2 separate regions of the Sus scrofa genome follow, and region 2 is linked to region 1. A link is a contact called in public HiChIP or PLAC-seq data. All regions are on one chromosome and are shown on one strand. The core of a region is the stretch at or near the end of the contact, and the rest is flanking DNA. Distances in the headings are between cores, read along the strand shown. Region 1 holds the start of ZNF219 (zinc finger protein 219). Region 2 holds the start of ANG (angiogenin).

Region 1 (3,976 bases), core at 227-2,726:
TACCCAGACCAAGTCTTCCATCACCTCACTACCCTAAAAATCTGCCCGCCTGCAAGATATCCTTAAACAGCTATCAGCTAGACTGATTTCCTCCCATCTGTCCTTACCCTCCTTCCAACTTTTCTTTCCTTCCCACTGCCTCCCAGTACAGCTTCACATTTGCCTCATCTCACTATTTCCAAGATTTCCAACTTTCACAGTCCCAACCACTCCAAACCCGGGTTTCCGTACACGCCTACTCTCTGAAGTCAATTCACTCGTGCTTTAGTTCTCAGTCAGAGGCGGTTCCTTTCTACTCTAGCGGAGACTACAAGTCCCAGGATGCCCCGCTGCCCCGTGGCCTGCTGGGAAATAAAGAGCCTTTCCTCCGCGGTGGGGGCGCTGTGCATCTGCTGAGTGACGCCAAGCGCTGGAAGTCAGGGCCTAGCCGAGAGTTTCCTCGGACGCGACCACTGGCCCCGTGTGCAGGGAGGAGCCGGGCGGGCTATTCTGAGAGGGGCCGCCACCACCCCAATCTCGGTAACTGAGAGTTGACTGTGGGTCCACAGTCCTCCCTCTGACAGCTTCGGAGACGGGCAGGGGCGGAGGGCTGGCCCTCAGCAGAGCTGGGGTTTCCACAGATGTTGTCGCCGTGCCCCCTCCCACAGTGCCCAGGTTCAAAGTCCTGAGACTTGGAGCGCGCGCGAGAAAGGGGTTGGAGATGATGAGTCAGAAGCCCAGGGCCCTTTTCATCCCCCTCCCCCCGGGCCTAGGCGCCTGAGGAGGACGGGCTGGCCAGACGGGTGGATGGGGCAGGAAGAGGAGGGACACGGCGACCCGACCTAAGGCTTTCCCGCCTCTTGCGAGCACGCCGGTGTAACGAGCCCGCGTCGCCGCCACCCTTTCTCTCCAAGGCGGGAGCGGGACTGCGCAGGCTCAGCCTCTCAGCAGCCCCGCCGACCTTCGATCCCGGCTGCTGAGGTGCGGTTGCTGAAGCTCTGGTTGCGCTCAACCCCCACCGTTTATGACCTTTGCAAATGTGCAAAGATGACGAGCTCAGGTGGGCTTGAGAAAAGCCCAGGAAAACTGGGAGCACCCAGTTGTACCAGCCCGACAGCTTACTAGCCGCTAGAGAAACTAGAAGTTGACCAGAGCTGCATTACTATGAGAACTCACCCCAAATTCACAAAGTGCCCAGGATGGGTGTGCGCCTCACACTCATTTTTGTTCCCACTTGAGAAGGCTTCTTTCCCTAGAGAATGCTGCTTCTCCGGGCTTAGCCAAGCCCAAGCACCAGTAAGGAAAGAGCGCAGCCTGGCTGCCTTGCCCTGACATTGCAGTGGCGCCAGGGGCAGCTCCTTTCTGTTTGTGACACCTTGGGAGTGGTAATAGTCGCCCTATGACAAGATTGTGTGAGTATTTGTGGGTGGGGACAGTTCTGGGATTAGGTTCTGAAATGGAGAAAACAAGATCTGGGCCTCCCCCTTCGCCGCCTCCTCCCAATCTAGAATAATGGAGAGCTCATGTGTGAAGGACTCAAAATAATTTTCTTAAAACTCAGAAGGTGATAGTAGATGAGGAAGCTGAGGGTAAAAATCAGCAATTCATTCCAAATAGAAGCAGCAGCTTTTAGTGATATAATCAGATGTCTAGGAGTTGCATTTTACTTCTTGGAGAATTCAGTCACCATGCAGATGAACCTTATATCAGTCAGGTTTGGTGAGATTATGATGTGGTAACAATGCCAAAATTTCAGTGCCCTGAAACCTAAAGCCCCAAAGGTTTAGGGAGTCTGGCAGGGTACTCTGAACATTGTAAGTTACGCAGGTACCCAAGCCCATGGAGCACTACCATTTTGAGATCCTACCATGACACCATGAGACTAATACCCCTCACCACCACCAGCTTGCCCAGTTGTGAAGTAAGCATGAAGAATTGTTCATAGACTTTTAAATGTTTCTGCCTCAGAGGGATACATATCACTTCTGCTCACACTTCATTGGCCAAAGCAAGCCATATAGCCATATCCAACTTCAAGATGGCCAGAAGGGCAATCTTTACATATGCCTGGAAGGGGAAGGGAAGCAGAAATACTTCATTAAAGGAAGAGGAGGTAGCCATTTGCAGTGATTTGTTGAACAGCTTAGCAGTTGGTATTCATCTGTTCCAGCAGTTATGCGCATATCTACTTTGGTTTTGTTCTTTGGTTTTGTTCCACTAAATGAAGTTCTCAATAGAAACTCCCCCCCCCTCCCCCAGGATAATGGTAAGACTGGGAGACAGGAAATTTGATGTGTAAGTTTGGGCAAGTCAGACCTCTATGAACTACATTTTGCTTAAATGGAGGTTATAGTATTTACCCTCAACCTAACTGGAGGACCAAGGCTCAAATAAAATTACACATGAAAAAAAAAAAAAAACTTTAAAACTGTTAAACACTTTGGAGGTTTTTCCGATAGGGAAGAGGAGTGAAGCAGATTAGGTATGAGTTAATAGGGAGTCATAGGAACTATGGAAAACTAGAGGAGCCCACATTCTATTTAAAGACTTTAACCCAATTCTACCCAATTATTCCCATGTGGGACTGGGGGCTTGGTATTGCCATTGTTCCAATTTTCCTATAAAGGTCAGAAATTCTGACTTTTTAAATGTGAATCATCTGATTTTAAAATGCTGAGGCAGTTCCTTTTGTATATGAACCTGACTGATATCCATGAGGATGTGGGTTCGATCTCTGGCCTTTTTGTTCATTGGGTTAAGGATCCATCGTTGCCTTGAGCTGTGGTATAGGTCAAAAATGCGGCTTGGATCTCACGTGGCTGTGGTATAGGTTGGCAGCTGCAGCTCCAATTGTTGACTCCTAGCCTGGGAACTTGCATATGTCGGAGGTGCAGCTCTAAAAAAAAAAAAAAAAAAAAAAGTAAATAAAATAAAATGTTGATGATTACAATTTTAAAAATCAACAGATTCGGCCTATGGTCCTTCAGTTATTGTCTCTCATTATACAAAAATAAGCTATAAATTCAGGTTTTGGATGTGCAGTTCTCGTTGGCCCTCAAGGCTTCTAAAATTCAAATCTTGAAGAGATTTAACATTAGGTTCTCATATTGGTTATCAGGGAGAGGGTATTTTGCCCCCCAGGGTTTATTTGGCAGTTTTTGGTAGTAACACCTTCAGGGTAGGAGGAATATGTAAGCAAAGGAGAATCAGATGATAAGTTGGAAGATCAGAGATTCAGTCCCAAAGCTCCTAATGCTCCTTTCCTGTGCATTATCCTCTGCCAGCTGCTACTGAAGACTGTTAGGCTTGTCCTGTGGTCCTCATTATACACCACACACACACACACACGCACACGCGCCTGCACGCACACACACAGCCAGAGTTCCTGGCTGCTCCATGAAATCATTCTGCTTTGCTATAATGCTTCCCAGCAATCATTGTATCTACCCCTTCATCAGTTTGGCAGCCTCTGTGGAAGTCACTCATATTTTACTTGAATTGCTGCCCGTTGAAACGTCACAGAAAGAAGTGACTGGGACAAGGTTACTGCTGACGTCAGTTTTTAAAGGTCTTGACCCCATCCCTTGCTGTAAGCACTGGAGAAATATGTGGTTTTGTATGCAGCTGAATTCTGTGGTGGTTGGGAAATTCTCCATGTTGATGAATTTTACCCTCATTTCTTTGAAATTCAGTCATTTATTCTGGCCTCAAATACATGATTATGGACAACTGATGACATTTCCCAAATGGAATATCTACTTTTGCAGATGGTTCAGGTTTTGTGTCCTGGGCTGTGTCCTCTGCTGCCATCTTGTGGTCCCTTTGCTGCCCTAGTGGCAGTCTCACAAAGAGCCTTCTCACAAGGTAATGGCGTATGCCAGTGGCTTAGTTGGAGAAAGAATCAATGCTTGCTCAGGGGCACGCCCCAAATCCCTTCCCTGCCAAGAGTCCACCCAGGCGGTAGCACACAGGCTTGGTGCTTCCACCAGCAGACAGG
Region 2 (3,749 bases), core at 467-2,966, 220 kb before region 1:
CATAAGGCCTTTGATTTGAGGAAGGCCTTATATTTATTTGTTTGTTTAATCACATAGCAATACCATTTGCCTGTTGTAAACAGTCTATGCATGTATGCAAGGGAAACTGGAAAATATTCTCTGAGAATTATCCAAATTATTCCCAAGGCAAAAAGCTCCTTAGAATAAGCTTCAATTCCTCTTCCTCCAGTCCTCTATAGGAGTTGCCCCTGGACCCACTCCCCAGCATTACGTGGACCCTTCCATGCTCCTCCCTGTTCTTTCTAAGCAGGATGTAATAATTCCACCTCTGGCCAAGAACCACCTACTTCATGGGGACTTCGGTCTGCTTCCTTTCGTGCAGATTGAAACTGCTCTCACTGTTCTCTTCACAGTTAACTGAGTGATTGATAGATACGTGGAATCTGTTCTCTGATTACCCTCTTCCCTGGGTTCAAGTTTCTCTAAAAGTCCTCTTCTTCAGATCTCTCCCCTCCTATCTAACTCAGTCTCATCTCAACAAATTGCTGCTCCCATCCCTTCCCCATGGATGCTACATCCTCTATTAGGGAGGAATTTGGTGTGTCTTAATGGTCTTTGGGTTCCAGGACCTCACACAGTGGCTGGTACCCAGTAGGGGTTTGTGTAAAGTTTGTTATTAAATTAGTTAATAGTTTGGTCTCTCTAGTGACCAGCTCCCATCCAGGAGCCTCCAGGAACCCACCAATTGCCTCATTAGAACCAAAGATGCTCCAAGTGCGCTCATCTTTAGGAATTTATAGATGTTTCAGAAGCCCTGTGCTGGGAACTGGGGGCAGAGACCAATATGTCTTTCTTTTCTTTTCTTTTGATTTGCTGGAATATAGTTGACTTACAAAATTGTGTTAATTTCAGGCATATAGTAGGGTGAATCAGTTATGTGTATACATGTATCCATTTCTTTTCAGTTTCTTTTCCCATACATGTTATTTCACAGTATTGAGTGGATTTCCCTCTGCTACATACAATAGGTCCTGTCACCTGTCTATTTTATGTATAGTAGAGTGTATATATCCATCTCAACTCCCTAATTTATCCCTCCCCCCACATTTCCCCTTTGGTAAACATAAATTTGGTTTCAAAAATAAATAAATAAGGGAGTTGCCTTTGTGACTCAGTGGTTAACAAACCTAGCTAAGATCCATGAGGATGCGAGTTCAATCCCTGGCCTTGCTCAGTGGATAAAGGATCCGTCATTGCTATGAGCTGTGGTGTAGGTCACAGATGAGGCTCGGATCTGGTGTTGCTGTGGCTGTGGCATAGGGCAGCAGCTACAGCTCTGATTTGACCCCTAGCCTGGGAACTTCCTTATGCCACAGATGCAGCCCTAAAAAGCAAAATAAATAAATAAAATTTTAAAAATAATAAAATAAATAAGTACATTAGTTAATAAATGAATTAAAGAATGTGAATGGATTTTGTAATGCTGCAACTGATAGGTAAATTCTCAGTGACCCTAAGGGCTAAAAAGAGTGATTGGGACTGTATGTCGTGTTTAGGAAACTTGTAAATAGACATTCCGAAAGAATTGATTGACGAGACACATGAGACTAATGAGGAAAGGAAAAAAAAGATATATTTAGATGCTGGAGGATACCTGATTCATAATGCTCTGCCAGAGAGAAAAGTCCCTGACCCTTTAGACGCCTTGGGCCATGCTGTTCAGTGCCCCTACCATTTCTCCTTTTGCCCTTGGCAGGAGCCTTTGTTGGAAGAGATGGTGATATTGCTGGGCCCCCTGCTGTTGGTCTTCATGCTGGGTCTGGGTCTGGCCCCGCTGAGCCTGGCTAAGGATGAAGACAGGTACACACACTTCCTGACCCAGCACTACGATGCCAAACCAAAGGGCCGGGATGGCAGATACTGTGAAAGCATAATGAAGCAACGAGGCCTGACCAGACCCTGCAAAGAGGTCAACACCTTTATTCATGGCACGAGGAATGATATCAAGGCCATCTGTAATGATAAGAATGGAGAGCCTTACAACAATTTCAGAAGAAGCAAGTCTCCTTTCCAAATTACCACTTGCAAGCATAAGGGAGGGTCCAACCGGCCTCCATGTGGGTACAGGGCCACAGCAGGGTTCAGAACCATAGCTGTTGCCTGTGAAAATGGCTTGCCTGTCCACTTTGATGAGTCCTTTATCATTACAAGCCAGTAGCCCAGATCTGGCTCTGCTCTTCTTTCCTTGCTTTGGATCCCCCAGACACCCCCACACGCCTACTCCAGCCCCCGCCACCAGCCTTCCACCGAATAGTGGTGGCAAGATTCATTGCCAGTGGTCTAGAAAATAAGGTGTCTGATCTTTCATTTTCTGTTCTACAATATGTTCAATAAATAAAAACATGTCTGAAAGCAGTAAGAATCAAAGTTTTCTTTGATTCTTGGCCTATCATTCTTTCCACGTTTTCTCTATTCAGCTGCCGCCGCCTGAGTGTTAGATGGAATAGAAACGCCTTTTTCCTTATCAGTGAGGTCCTTATCAGGCATTAGGGAGGGGGACTTTACCTTTCTGTGAAGGTAAAACTGTTAAATTCCAGGGCTCAAGGCCACTAAGCATAACTTTTAGGAGGAGCAAATTGTTTTACTGTCACCTAATAAGACAATATTACTTTTATAAATGCTCAGCCTTAGGAAGAAGAGTTTTGGACTAAATACTAACAAATTAATGATACACACACACATTTGTAATCCTGCATGAATACCAAAATCCATTCAGGGTAACTACCTCTTACCTTAAGCAGAAAGTAATCTGATAATACTTTGAATGGAATTCTCCCAGGATGTTCTCATATTTCTCTTTAATCTTTTATCAGTTGATGTCCGGCAACTCAGAGTTCTTAAGGAGGTCATAGAAAGATTCCAAGCTTATCCTTTATCCTTTTTCTACTGGATATGTTTTCAAGCAAATATAAACTTGGATTAACAGACAGTCTCTGTAAAATATGCATAAGTTCAGTGAGTAAGTTTCTGTTACCTAATTTCCTCAATCGGTACCTGGATATTTTATTTAGAAAGTAGTTAATAGATTACAGTTATACATCACTAGTTTTGCCATCTTATGAGTGAATATAACGATCACAGTATTTCCCATGGTGGTCTCTCCTGCTGCCTACATGCTCTAAAATAGGCCAAAAAACCCTGGTTCCTCAATAACTAGGTTATAGACCAGTGTCCAGGTGCCAGAAAGAGCCTAGCCTCGCTGAAAGTATTCAATTTACAGAGGAAGGAAAGGGTGGAGAAATAGTTTACGAGTTCACACTCAGAACATGAATATCTGTCTTGAGTTAATTTATTTCAAAAGTGAAAATAACGTCATTTCTTTCCTAAAGAGAGAGAAGAGTTTCCCAAACCTCTTTTATTAGAACATTTGTCTTACTAGAAAATCAAAAAACCTTTAAGGAGCAAAAAAGTCCCAGAGTTTGGTAGACTATTTAGATCCTTTTTTCAGGTTCTCCAACCTCATCTCCCTAATATGAGGCAAAGGGGCTTCCATACAGTCTATTGCCTACTTAAAGTCTTAATGTGGACAGACAAATAACACTTTTCCAGGAATTCCTGGGGCAATGGGATTGGGGGTGCTTCCCCACCTGCTGAAGGAACTAGCTGCTGGGTAGCCAGCCAATTGGTAGAACTAGCCAATCCTAGTATTTTGGCTCTTGGTCTTTTTCACAACCAAATGTTGTTCCAAATGAAATGTTGAGTCACAGGCAAGTCATTTAATCTCAGGA

The links. HiChIP or PLAC-seq counts read pairs in DNA pulled down with a chosen protein or histone mark.
Region 2: an H3K27ac HiChIP or PLAC-seq map of alveolar macrophages shows a contact between it and region 1. The contact joins the promoter of ANG here to the promoter of ZNF219 in region 1. A contact is called at or near these places in 1 of 5 promoter capture datasets (liver), 7 of 47 Hi-C or Micro-C datasets (embryonic fibroblasts, epiblast stem cells, liver and 3 more) and 2 of 2 datasets of contacts at active chromatin or transcription factors (alveolar macrophages and skeletal muscle).

The regions. Positions count from the first base shown.
Region 1 is chr7:78,026,060-78,030,035 of Sscrofa11.1, reverse strand. ZNF219 (zinc finger protein 219) reads right to left here and starts at 1,476. Exons shown (of 5, transcript XM_021099309.1): 1 at 1,156-1,476. TMEM253 (transmembrane protein 253) reads left to right here. Exons shown (of 9, transcript XR_002345950.1): 7 at 1-519.
Region 2 is chr7:78,248,107-78,251,855 of Sscrofa11.1, reverse strand. It overlaps ANG (angiogenin), which reads left to right and starts at 1,716. Exons shown (of 1, transcript NM_001044573.2): 1 at 1,716-2,180. The coding sequence starts at 1,736. The coding sequence ends at 2,179.